Linked DNA regions of Mus musculus: all the other regions are linked to region 3. A link is a contact called in public HiChIP or PLAC-seq data. All regions are on one chromosome and are shown on one strand. The core of a region is the stretch at or near the end of the contact, and the rest is flanking DNA. Distances in the headings are between cores, read along the strand shown. Region 1 overlaps Borcs5 (BLOC-1 related complex subunit 5). Region 2 overlaps Borcs5 (BLOC-1 related complex subunit 5). Region 3 holds the start of 2810454H06Rik (RIKEN cDNA 2810454H06 gene).

Evidence for each region. HiChIP or PLAC-seq counts read pairs in DNA pulled down with a chosen protein or histone mark.
Region 1: a contact with region 3 is called in an H3K4me3 HiChIP or PLAC-seq map of stem cell-derived neural progenitor cells, with 47 read pairs. The contact joins the enhancer-like site here to the promoter of 2810454H06Rik in region 3. A contact is called at or near these places in 4 of 39 promoter capture datasets (3T3-L1-derived adipocytes, the HPC-7 cell line, Sertoli cells and 1 more), 1 of 15 datasets of contacts at CTCF or cohesin (the NIH/3T3 cell line), 3 of 484 Hi-C or Micro-C datasets (bone marrow-derived macrophages, cerebral cortex and uterus), 23 of 115 datasets of contacts at active chromatin or transcription factors (the 230-238 cell line, the NIH/3T3 cell line, bone marrow-derived macrophages and 14 more) and 4 of 9 other capture datasets (adipose tissue, liver, macrophages and 1 more).
Region 2: a contact with region 3 is called in an H3K4me3 HiChIP or PLAC-seq map of bone marrow-derived macrophages, with 3 times the contacts expected there. The contact joins the enhancer-like site here to the promoter of 2810454H06Rik in region 3. A contact is called at or near these places in 2 of 484 Hi-C or Micro-C datasets (muscle stem cells and nephron progenitors), 3 of 115 datasets of contacts at active chromatin or transcription factors (bone marrow-derived macrophages, embryonic stem cells and pancreatic cancer cells) and 3 of 9 other capture datasets (adipose tissue, liver and pancreatic islet).

The regions. Positions count from the first base shown.
Region 1 is chr6:134,669,170-134,672,306 of GRCm38.p6, forward strand. All of the region lies in intron 2 of Borcs5 (BLOC-1 related complex subunit 5), which reads left to right. Among named protein-coding and RNA genes, the nearest start is that of Borcs5, 30 kb to the left of the region's middle. Within about 2 kb of position 1,827, at least 93 of the 459 cell types and tissues checked have an H3K27ac peak or open chromatin away from gene starts, as enhancers often do. A contact at or near this core is called in Sertoli cells, adipose tissue, bone marrow-derived macrophages and 5 more, where this site is marked.
Region 2 is chr6:134,699,884-134,703,189 of GRCm38.p6, forward strand. The region is part of intron 3 of Borcs5 (BLOC-1 related complex subunit 5); the gene reads left to right. Among named protein-coding and RNA genes, the nearest start is that of Gm36328, 52 kb to the right of the region's middle. Within about 2 kb of position 1,533, at least 183 of the 459 cell types and tissues checked have an H3K27ac peak or open chromatin away from gene starts, as enhancers often do. A contact at or near this core is called in adipose tissue, bone marrow-derived macrophages, liver and 3 more, where this site is marked.
Region 3 is chr6:134,896,557-134,899,547 of GRCm38.p6, forward strand. 2810454H06Rik (RIKEN cDNA 2810454H06 gene) reads left to right here and starts at 1,405. Exons shown (of 1, transcript NR_029441.1): 1 at 1,405-2,991. Gpr19 (G protein-coupled receptor 19) reads right to left here and starts at 1,638. Exons shown (of 4, transcript NM_001362050.1): 1 at 1,276-1,638; 2 at 606-657. RefSeq lists a cis regulatory region at 1,050-1,585.

The DNA.
Region 1 (3,137 bases), core at 577-3,076, 230 kb before region 3:
CTGAATGGCATGGCCTAGCCCCTGGGAGTGTTTCTCTGGTCATGAGTGAACTTTCAATGACGTGGGAGTATTTTTGGAAAGGGAGGGCAGCAGATATCTTTCAGATTTAATGGTTTTCTGAGTCAATTTTGCACTGGTGGTAGTCTTCCAGTCATGGCACACACTCTGTGCTGGTGTACTTAGCACACAAGTAATGATGTATGCAGTGCTCTTGGAAAGGAGTAGGGGTTATGAAATCGTTATACTATTATTTTACTGTTTGTGCCAAGGAGCGATCCATCTGGGGTTCTGTTCTCTAGACCCAGAGTGAATACTAATAGGAATTTATGGCACTCTTGTTGGAAATTTCTACTCTCATTTAGAAGCCATTAACAATTGTGTTGATAAAATAATGTTTTAAATGGAGCATATGAAACCCATGCTTAGCAGCTGTACCCTTCCAGAACACTAGCTTATAAAGTACTCCTCGGAGGAGCCTGTGGGTGGGATGAAGTCACCTGAGTAATTTTCTGTAATTATAACCTTCAGAGCTGCTTCCTTTGTCTTTTTCAGGTTAACTTTAAACAAACTCAGCAGCCGCAGCATTGCAGCAACCTATGATTTTCTTTTTCTCTACAAACGTGTGTGTGTGTGTGTGTATGTGTGTGTGTTTCATTGTCAGGGATGGAACCCAGGATCTCTTGCATGCTAGTCAAGTGCTGTATCTCTAAGCTGCACCACATCCTGGAATTTTGTTAAATCGTCACAGTTACAGAGGAAGATAGATTTTTTTTTAAATTCTTGTTCCTTCTTTAGTTTACTTCAATTTATATTTATGAGAAATGTTGGAACTCACAAACAGTGAGCTAGCTATCTGCTTGAAGATTACTGAGCTCAGAATGGCACCTCTCCAATCACTGCTAGGTAGGATTTGGATCTGAGTGAATTCATTCCTACAACATGCCCCTGAGAGCCCCAGAAGGAAATGTTAGTGCCGTGCCCTGTCACAGTTCCATGGTTGGGTTCCTTGTGCGCATCCCAGAATACGACAGTGTCAGGCAAAGCGTAGATGATGCTTAGACTGTGAATGGTGCCTTCCCAGCCCTGCGGTCAAGTCAGGGCGTGGGGCCTCGGAGACCTAGCAAAGGAGGAGCTGAGCCTGACACAGTCTGCTGCTCCCATCACGGCTGGCCACTTAGACACCAGAACCACAGTCCCTAGTCAGCTCTTTAAACTTTATATTACTTAATGTGTAGAGTAAAATGTTGGCCTTCAAAAGCATTTAAACGGTGCCTTGCTGAAGTATATAGCAGAAAGTAGTTATAATACATGGTTGCTATTCTTACCTTTTCTTTTTTCCCTCCCATAAGTAACAAATGATCTAGAATAGTCTGGGGCTTACTTTTTTATTTTTCTTTTATCTTTTTGGATCATCTATTAGCTCTTTCTTACAATGATGAAACAGAAATATCTTTTGTGGGGTGTAAACATGATCAAGTCGGGCTGGCGAGGTGGCTCAGTGATTAAGAGCACTGACTGCTATTCCCGAGGTCCTGAGTTCAAATCCCAGCAACCACATGGTGGCTTACAACCATCTGTAATGAGATCTGACGCCCTCTTCCGGTGTGTCTGAAGACAACTACAGTGTAATTACATATAATAAAAAATAAATCTTTAAAAAAAATGATCAAGTCATCTTGTTATGTTACCCTTTCTAGTAACTTAGGGGCAATGTTTTAGCTTGCTGAGACTGCCTGGAAAGTTCTTTGTGCACACGTATAGGGCCTTGTGTCAGAGAAATGTTTCAGAAGATCTGCAAATAGATCAAGAACATAGGGAAGGCAAACAGAAGGAAGTTAGTCATCTTTGTTGCTTCAGAACTGAGCAAACGTTTTGGGAGAGCGAAGTTCCTGCTGGACATCACTGAATAAGAATGAGTTGATGTCACAGTTGGCCAGAAGCAACTTTTTTTTTTCCTTTTTTTCTTTTTTGTCATACAAAGAGTACAGCAGGATGGGGAGGAGAGAGTGAAGACAAGGGGAAAAGAATTGTAGGGGAAATGAACTGGAGAAGGAATGTAAGAATGGCTCACTTGTTGTGAGTAGCATTGCTATGTATAAAAGCTGTGCTTTTCTTATCAGGAGGAGTCCGCCTTACAGGAGCTGGGAGCAGGGATGTTTCCTGGCTCCTCTCCAGGCTCAGAGGGCCACTGTGTGCTGATCCCTGAAGAGGGCTGTGGAATTATGTTGATTTAGTGTCAAGGAGGAATGGCCCCTGTTGCTTCTTTGTCTCAAAATAGTCCTACAATCATGATGAGTGAAGAAGTGCATAAGACACGGGGCCGTGGAACTCAGAATAGTCGTTTTAGCAGTCAACCTTGGAGAAAAGGCCACTGCCTCTGCCTCTGCCCCTGCCCCTGCCCCTGCCCCTGCCCCTGCCCCTGCCCCTGCCCCTGCTCCCCCCAATCCTAGGCAAATTTGTTGGAAATTGGAATTTGTTGGAACCTGGGTGGCCAGGTTTAGGTAACTAATTGTCCATATTTCTAAAAACTCGGCAGTGTCAAGATTGGCCAAATTCAGGTTGGAATCACCTGAAGCTAGCTAAGTGAATATCTAAGTGAAGCTCTCTAAGGTCCAGGCTTAGAGGAGGAGGGGTTGCAGACACCACTGGTGTCTTGGGTGTACTACTCTTCGTTGTGTGTGCACTGTGCTGTTTGGAGTGTTGAACTTTTCTACTCACTAAATTCCAGTAGTGACCTCAGTTTTGTGACAGTTAAGAGAGGCCATAATTTTTTAGAATTTTCTCTAGGGCTAGGAGAGGCTGAAACAGCCTATCTCACCAAACAGTCCAGTTTTGTTTGTTTGTTTGTTTTTAATCATTTATTTAAAGATCATGGGACATCTTAGTGAACTGTGTACTTGCAGTGTAGCATAGCTTTCATTTGGAATGGATTTTATTTCTGAAAACTGGATAAAATACTTTGGAAAAATAGATGCAGGGGGTGGGGGTTGGAGGGAGACATTGTCAGGAAATAGAGGAAGAGGCACAAGGCTTCTTAAGTGGGCCATTGGTTCCCAAACGGTACCAGCTGTCTAGTCTTGTGGTGCTTCCTCTACATCCTGAGAGGCAGGAGGTAAGCAGCTCACGGTGGAGACAAG
Region 2 (3,306 bases), core at 283-2,782, 200 kb before region 3:
GTTGTGTCCACCCTGCTAGAATAATCCGTGTCTGACTTCCCTGAGACACTCCTCCTTCATCAGACAGCAGCCTAACCATCCTCTGTCCCTTATCAGAAGGAAGGGTTTGCTTCTTCCTTAGACTTTGGAAAATGTTTTCTGGATTAATTTGCATAGTTACACCTACTGTGAGTGGGAAATGATGTGGACCCCTAGACTTATCAGTCATGAGCAACCATCCAGTCTAGTTTATACTAGCTATAATATAATAGCTCCTGGCTGATGGCAGGGGTGGTATTACCAAATCCTTAGTCTGATGTCACCATCCCAGGTTCATTCTTCAGGCCAATGGTAGAGGAGTTTAGTGAGGTCTTTATCTCAACCACACCTGCAGTTGTTCTCTGGGTCGCAGGGGCAGTGCTCATGCTGTGAGATCCTCAGAGGGATTACAGAGCACTTAGCTAATCCGGGTTGCCACTGTGTAAGAATACCAGAATGTTATTTAACTTGTACAGACTTACTTTCCTTTCATCTCGGACATTGAAACAAGGAGTCCTAAAATGATAGCTCTGTGTGTTTGGAGGTTTTCATCTGTCTGACTGTCTTTCCCAATTTTTTCTCTGACTTTTGGGGCCCAGTACTTGATATTAGCCTTCCATCCCCAGGGTCTCAGTATTAGGCCTGGAGCTGAGAATTATAGTGAGTGTGAGACTCTGATGCATACATAGTTCCTGTCTAGCCTTCTGTCTTACGCCCACACACCCTGACTGAGCTCTTTCTTTCTCTTATTTGCTGCTGTCTACAGCCTTTTCAAGTCCAGGGAGGGGCATGATCTGCCAGATCGAACAGGTTTTGTTTAGGGTACTAACACAGGTTTTAAGATTTCTTTCTTAGTTAGACATAGCTCAGAAGGGAAGCCAGCATAAAGGGAAGCTGGGCAAGCCATAAAATAATAATTGGAACAGTGATGACGCCATTCAGATTCCCCAGCTGCTGGTATCTCTTCATTCTCTCAAAGACATGAGTAAATTGTGTTCCTTTACTGAAACACTTGGGTAGAGTATTTGAACAAAGGAAATGGGGTCATTTCAAAATGTCCAGTATGCGGTAATCAATGCCACTCAGCCTGTGGTGTAATTAATGGAAACACTGGCGACAGTCTGCCCATTGTTTGTCCTTGCACAACAGGAAGTGGCAGGGCACTAGAGAGCCCAAGGAGGTTTACGTAATGCAGAAGGAAGTGGCTAGAGCTCTGCTCAGCCTGGCTTTCTAACTCCAGCCTGTGGCTCACCTGAGCGCCTTCCTCGTCCTAGCACACAGAGACCATGCATTTTGTTGAGATCACCCTTTGAGTTTTGACCTTATTTAACAATAGATTTTTGTAAATGTTGTCCCGAGAAACTTACTTTTAGATCTTATACAATTATATTTTGTGGCTAGGCAGAACAAATTATGGAAAAGAAAATATGGTCAGCAGGCTTAACTGTGGACCTGCCTGGGACAGTGCTGTGGTGGCTCTTGGAGTCGGGAGATCTGGACTTGGGTGTTGGCTGTCCATGTCAGCTGGGTGACGTGAGGTGAACTGCCTATGACTCTGGAGCAGCCTTCCTCTATTAGAGGACATCTTGCAGGGCTCTCGGCTTTCCCTGCTTTGTGTGAGGTCCAGGTGGTGCCTGTCGGGTGAGGTGTGCAAAGAGATGCCAGCCCCGCAGTAGCCACTCAGAATGTCCATTTTAGATCTGGTAATGCATTACTTACTTTTTTTTTTTTTTTTTGGAAAAAGTAAATGCTGGTGTTTATGGTAGAAATCAAGTGTTTTCTTACTGGAAAACACTAAAAATTGGTATATAGATTCCTTCATTGGGGTTTTGAAAACCATTTGCTTGCTCTGACATTTGAATGAATGGATTCTATAAAGAAGAGGAGCAAAAGTTAAGTGGACGCGGCTGCCTTCGAGCTGCCTTACTGGGACAGGTTGGGTGACCTTGGGCGCATTTTTGTCTTTTCAGAATCCACTTCCCATGTTTAGCAGGAAAATGATACTTCCCTTGAGGAGTGTCATGGGACCTAAAGGTAAGGCGTGTAGAATGTACAGTCGTGTCTGCCATTTCCCGGATACTCAGGAGACAGTAGCTGTAACTTGCAAATTATCTGTCACACTTGTTAATATAATGAGCGAACCAGAGAATATTGTTTACTAGGCTCCATCTTCCAGGTCACTCTGTGGATGGCCAAAAGCGCCGGTCCCAACACTGTGTTTGCGTTTTCTGTAAATCAGCTTAGCTGCGACTTGCTGGAGTGAAGTTTTGTTCTTTAATTTCCAGAGTTAGAGTCTATGCGTGAGAATAAAAGGCTGGACCTTATTCTGAAAGCTGTTCTTGCAGCCTATTTAGAATGATGGTCTTCAGGACTTTCCTTGGGGAAACAAGGTCACTCCAGAATAGCAGTATGTGGTAACACACAGCATTCAGCCTGTAGTATAATTAATGAGAACATCTATCCACTGTCATTGTGCAAGAGAGAGTCATTCAGAAAAGAGAACGCTGAGTCTTCCGTGGGAATGGAAGGGGTGATCTAAAGGTAGACCAGAAGGCCGGAGAAAACTTAGGTGACCCAGAAAACTTGTGAGTTGAGCATGGCCCACTCCAGGCTTTCGGTGGTCTGAATCCCCATTAGACATGAAGCGGCAGTGTGACGTGAATAAAGAGGGGTTGATGGGCCATAATGGGTTGGCGTTGCATGACAGCGGGGCCACCTGTAGGAAACCTAATGACCAGGGTGGGTGTAGGATGGAGACCTTGACGGTGCCTCCAGTCAGGAGCGGAAGAGAAATAGCCTGACTGCAAATATCCTTTCGCTGTATATACATACATCAAACTGTCCTCCATAAGGATTCTTTTTTTTTTTTTTGGTTTTTGAGACAGGGTTTCTCTGTATAGCCTTGGCTGTCCTGGAACTCACTCTGCAGACCAGGCTGGCCTCGAACTCAGAAATCTGCCTGCCTCTGCCTCCCGAGTGCTGGGATTAAAGGTGTGCACCACCATGCCTGGCAGCTCCATAAGGATTCTTATTTTTTATTAAAAAATAAAAGAAGACTGTGGCCAGTACCAGCCAATGTCAGAACAAGAAAGAAGGGGCTCTGAGAGAGAGGGGTGCTCTGCGTTCTTCATTGTCCCTTGTCACAAGAAAGCATGGGGCTGAGCACCCAGCTTCTCTCTTGCTAGTTGCTCTGTGGCCTGCGCTCTCAGTTTCCTTGGGTTTGTAATGTTTTACTTGGCCACAGTGATTTGTTTGAGGGCCACTGGGCAGTGTTTAGTTCAGGATTGC
Region 3 (2,991 bases), core at 155-2,654:
GGCAGAGAGAGAGAGAGAGAGAGAGAGAGAGAGAGAGAGAGAGAGAGAAAGAGAGAGAGAGAGAGGAGTCAACCCCCCACATCCATGGGTTTCACATCCTCACATTCAGCCAAAAGCAGATATAAAAATAGAGAAGATAAATTTGCATCTGTACTGAATGCTTTTCTTGCCATTACTCCCTATACAATATAGTACAGGAGCTATTTACATAGCATTTACATCGATGTACATATCACAAATAATCTAGAGATTGTTTAAACTTTACAGAAAGATGTACAAGGGTCATATGCAAATAGTATACCTCATTACGCAGGGGACTTGAGCATCATGCATTGCGGGACTTGTGCAAGGTCCTGCAAACAATCTCCAGGGACAGTAAAAATGACAATACTGTCTGTACTATATAGCACTGCTCCCAATATTAGAGTGAATCCTAAGATCTACACAACTGGAAGGCTATAGATTAGAAATCTATAATCTTGTAATGAGCCAGTGACTCATCTGAGTGACTTGTTAGCCAAATTTCATTCCGGCTGAACCGTGAAGTTGGTGGGAGAGGCCAGGCATTCTATTGGAAAGAGGACACTTCAGTTGCCGGATGGTACCTCAGAGTCGTGATAGGGCAAAAATCCAGTTTGTGCAGGTGTTCCACGTCCCCTGAGAGAGAAAAGAGGCCAAATCAGTCAGAGCGGTCCACACTTGCAACATCCTAAGACTCCAGATTATCTGTTTTACCCCGCCCCAACCTCAGCTCTTGCCTGCGACAACTTTAAAAAATGTTTCTGTTGCACTCAAAGACATCCCCATTTCACTTCGCTATCGTAGACTAAATATGCGGCACTGCTGCCTACTTGCTTATAAATATGCGTAAATATTTTAAGCTAAACTTCCTCTACTGCTCTAATTCCTCCTAGCCTCATCTCTCAAGCCTTCATTGGCTCCTTCCATTTTTAAAACTTCTCATCTTCATATCACTGTGTTAGCCCGGTCCACATTCACAGCCTCTCAGAATCTTCGGGGGTGGGGGGGGGGAAGTCCCGTTCGTTCCCCAGATTTATCCTTTTATGCCAGTTAGCTCGCGTGCCACACAACGAAATCGCAACATCTTTTAAAAACCGCGAGGGGTTCTCTTCCCACTCTGACTCTTGGATTCGCGGAGACCTCATGACCCATACGAGAACAGAAGAATGGGGGGGGCGAGTTACAGTCAAGTGGAATTTTGACCGAAAAATCCCTAAGGACGTGCCGCAGTGGGCGTGAATCCCCGGCTCCGACCTGACTGACATCCCTCGGGGGCCGACGGGGCCACCTGTGACCAAGCAGGAAGTTCTGAACGGTTTGCGCGCCAAAAAGCCCAGCGCATGCGCACACAGCCACGGGCGGGGCGGGGGCGGAGTCCCGGCTGGCACAGGATCTCGCGTTGTCTGGGGAAAGAGGCACAGAGGTCTTTACGGTGGCGTTGTGGGAACCGCCCACCACCTCTCCTTTAAATCTTCTTTCTTTCTTCTTTTTTTTCTCTGTCTTTTCTCTGTCCTCTCAGCCTCAGTGTAGACAGTGAGCGAAAGAGCTCAAGGCCGGCAGCTCTGTGGAAGAGTTATGGCTGCCATGGTCGCGCAGCCGGTGCCTCAGAGTGAGAGTAGCAGAAGCCACACCGTCGATCGTCTTAAGATGCTAGGGTTTGCTTTGGCCTTCCCCCTTTTTTATGATGCTATGCAAACCAAAAAACAAAAAACAAAACAAAAAAAAAATCACCTTGGCGCACGGCGCCTGCGCAGTGCTTGTTTACCGCGGGCCGAGCGCAGGCCCCTTCCCTCCGCCCAGATCCTGCGCCTGCGCCTGCGCGGCTGACGTGGATTTCTCCGGGAAAACCGCGCCTCCTAGTCCCGGGACTAGGGAGCGAGCAGCCGAGTGTGCCGTGGGAATCTCGGAGCCCTGAAATGAGAACCACAACGCCCAGAGTCGGTGTCGCGGCAGGATCGTGAGCACAGATGACCCAGGTGCTGTGCACGCCACCGTCGCTGAAGTGAGCAGCGGAGCGTGAGAGCGAAGACCGGCGGCGCTGACGCCTCAAAGGATGGACTTTGTTTAGCAAAGATGCAAATAAGCCTGACCCTAAGGCCGCCGGAGTTCGAGCAATTCCTGACTGGGCTAAGACTGTTCTTGAAGGCGACTCAGAAAGGCGGCCATGCAAATTTTGAAACTAGAAAGAGCTGACACTAGAAGCAGTAGCCCTTTAAAGCAGAAGCCAGTTAGTTCATAAGAGTCTGAATGTCCCTTCAAAGTCCGCTCTAAATAGACTCAGACAGTGCTCATAAAATATTATCTGATAAGCATAGATTATTTTAGATATGGTTATCCATTTGCAAGTAGAGGCAAACTGATTTGTGAAGGAATTTCTATTGATAGATTCCAGTACGTTCAAAAAAAATTAATAACTGGCAACTTAGCTAAGCCTGAGCATTTTTCTAGTTTTCAAAACAATGGAATTTATTTGGCAATTTTATTAGACCCTATTTTTTGACCGGTGAGATTGAAGTCTTTAGATTTGTAACATTTTTCTACCAGAAAAAGTGAGATTTTAACCAGTAAGAAGGGGGAAATGTATGTATGTGAACAGAAGAGGTCAGAACTTGAAGACTTGTCATGCTTCCAACATTTGTCTCAAGAGAAGCTATCATCTCACCTCGGATTTTTTTTTTTATGTTCAATATAATAGTAAAATTTAGCATACTTTGAACATTTTTTTTCCTATACAATCTGGGTATGGTGGTACATTGAAGAAGAAAAAAAATGGGGTTTGTAGATCAGTTGGTAGGCTCCTTGCCTAAAAGCCACGGATTTATGCAGAACTGAGTAAAATGGGACTTGGTGGTAGACCTATAGAGGCAGGATCAGAAGTTCAGGGCAATCCCCACGTATGGAGTCATAAACCAGCCTGGGCTACATGAAACGCTGTTTTAAACAAAGAAACAGGTTCTCTATTATAGATAA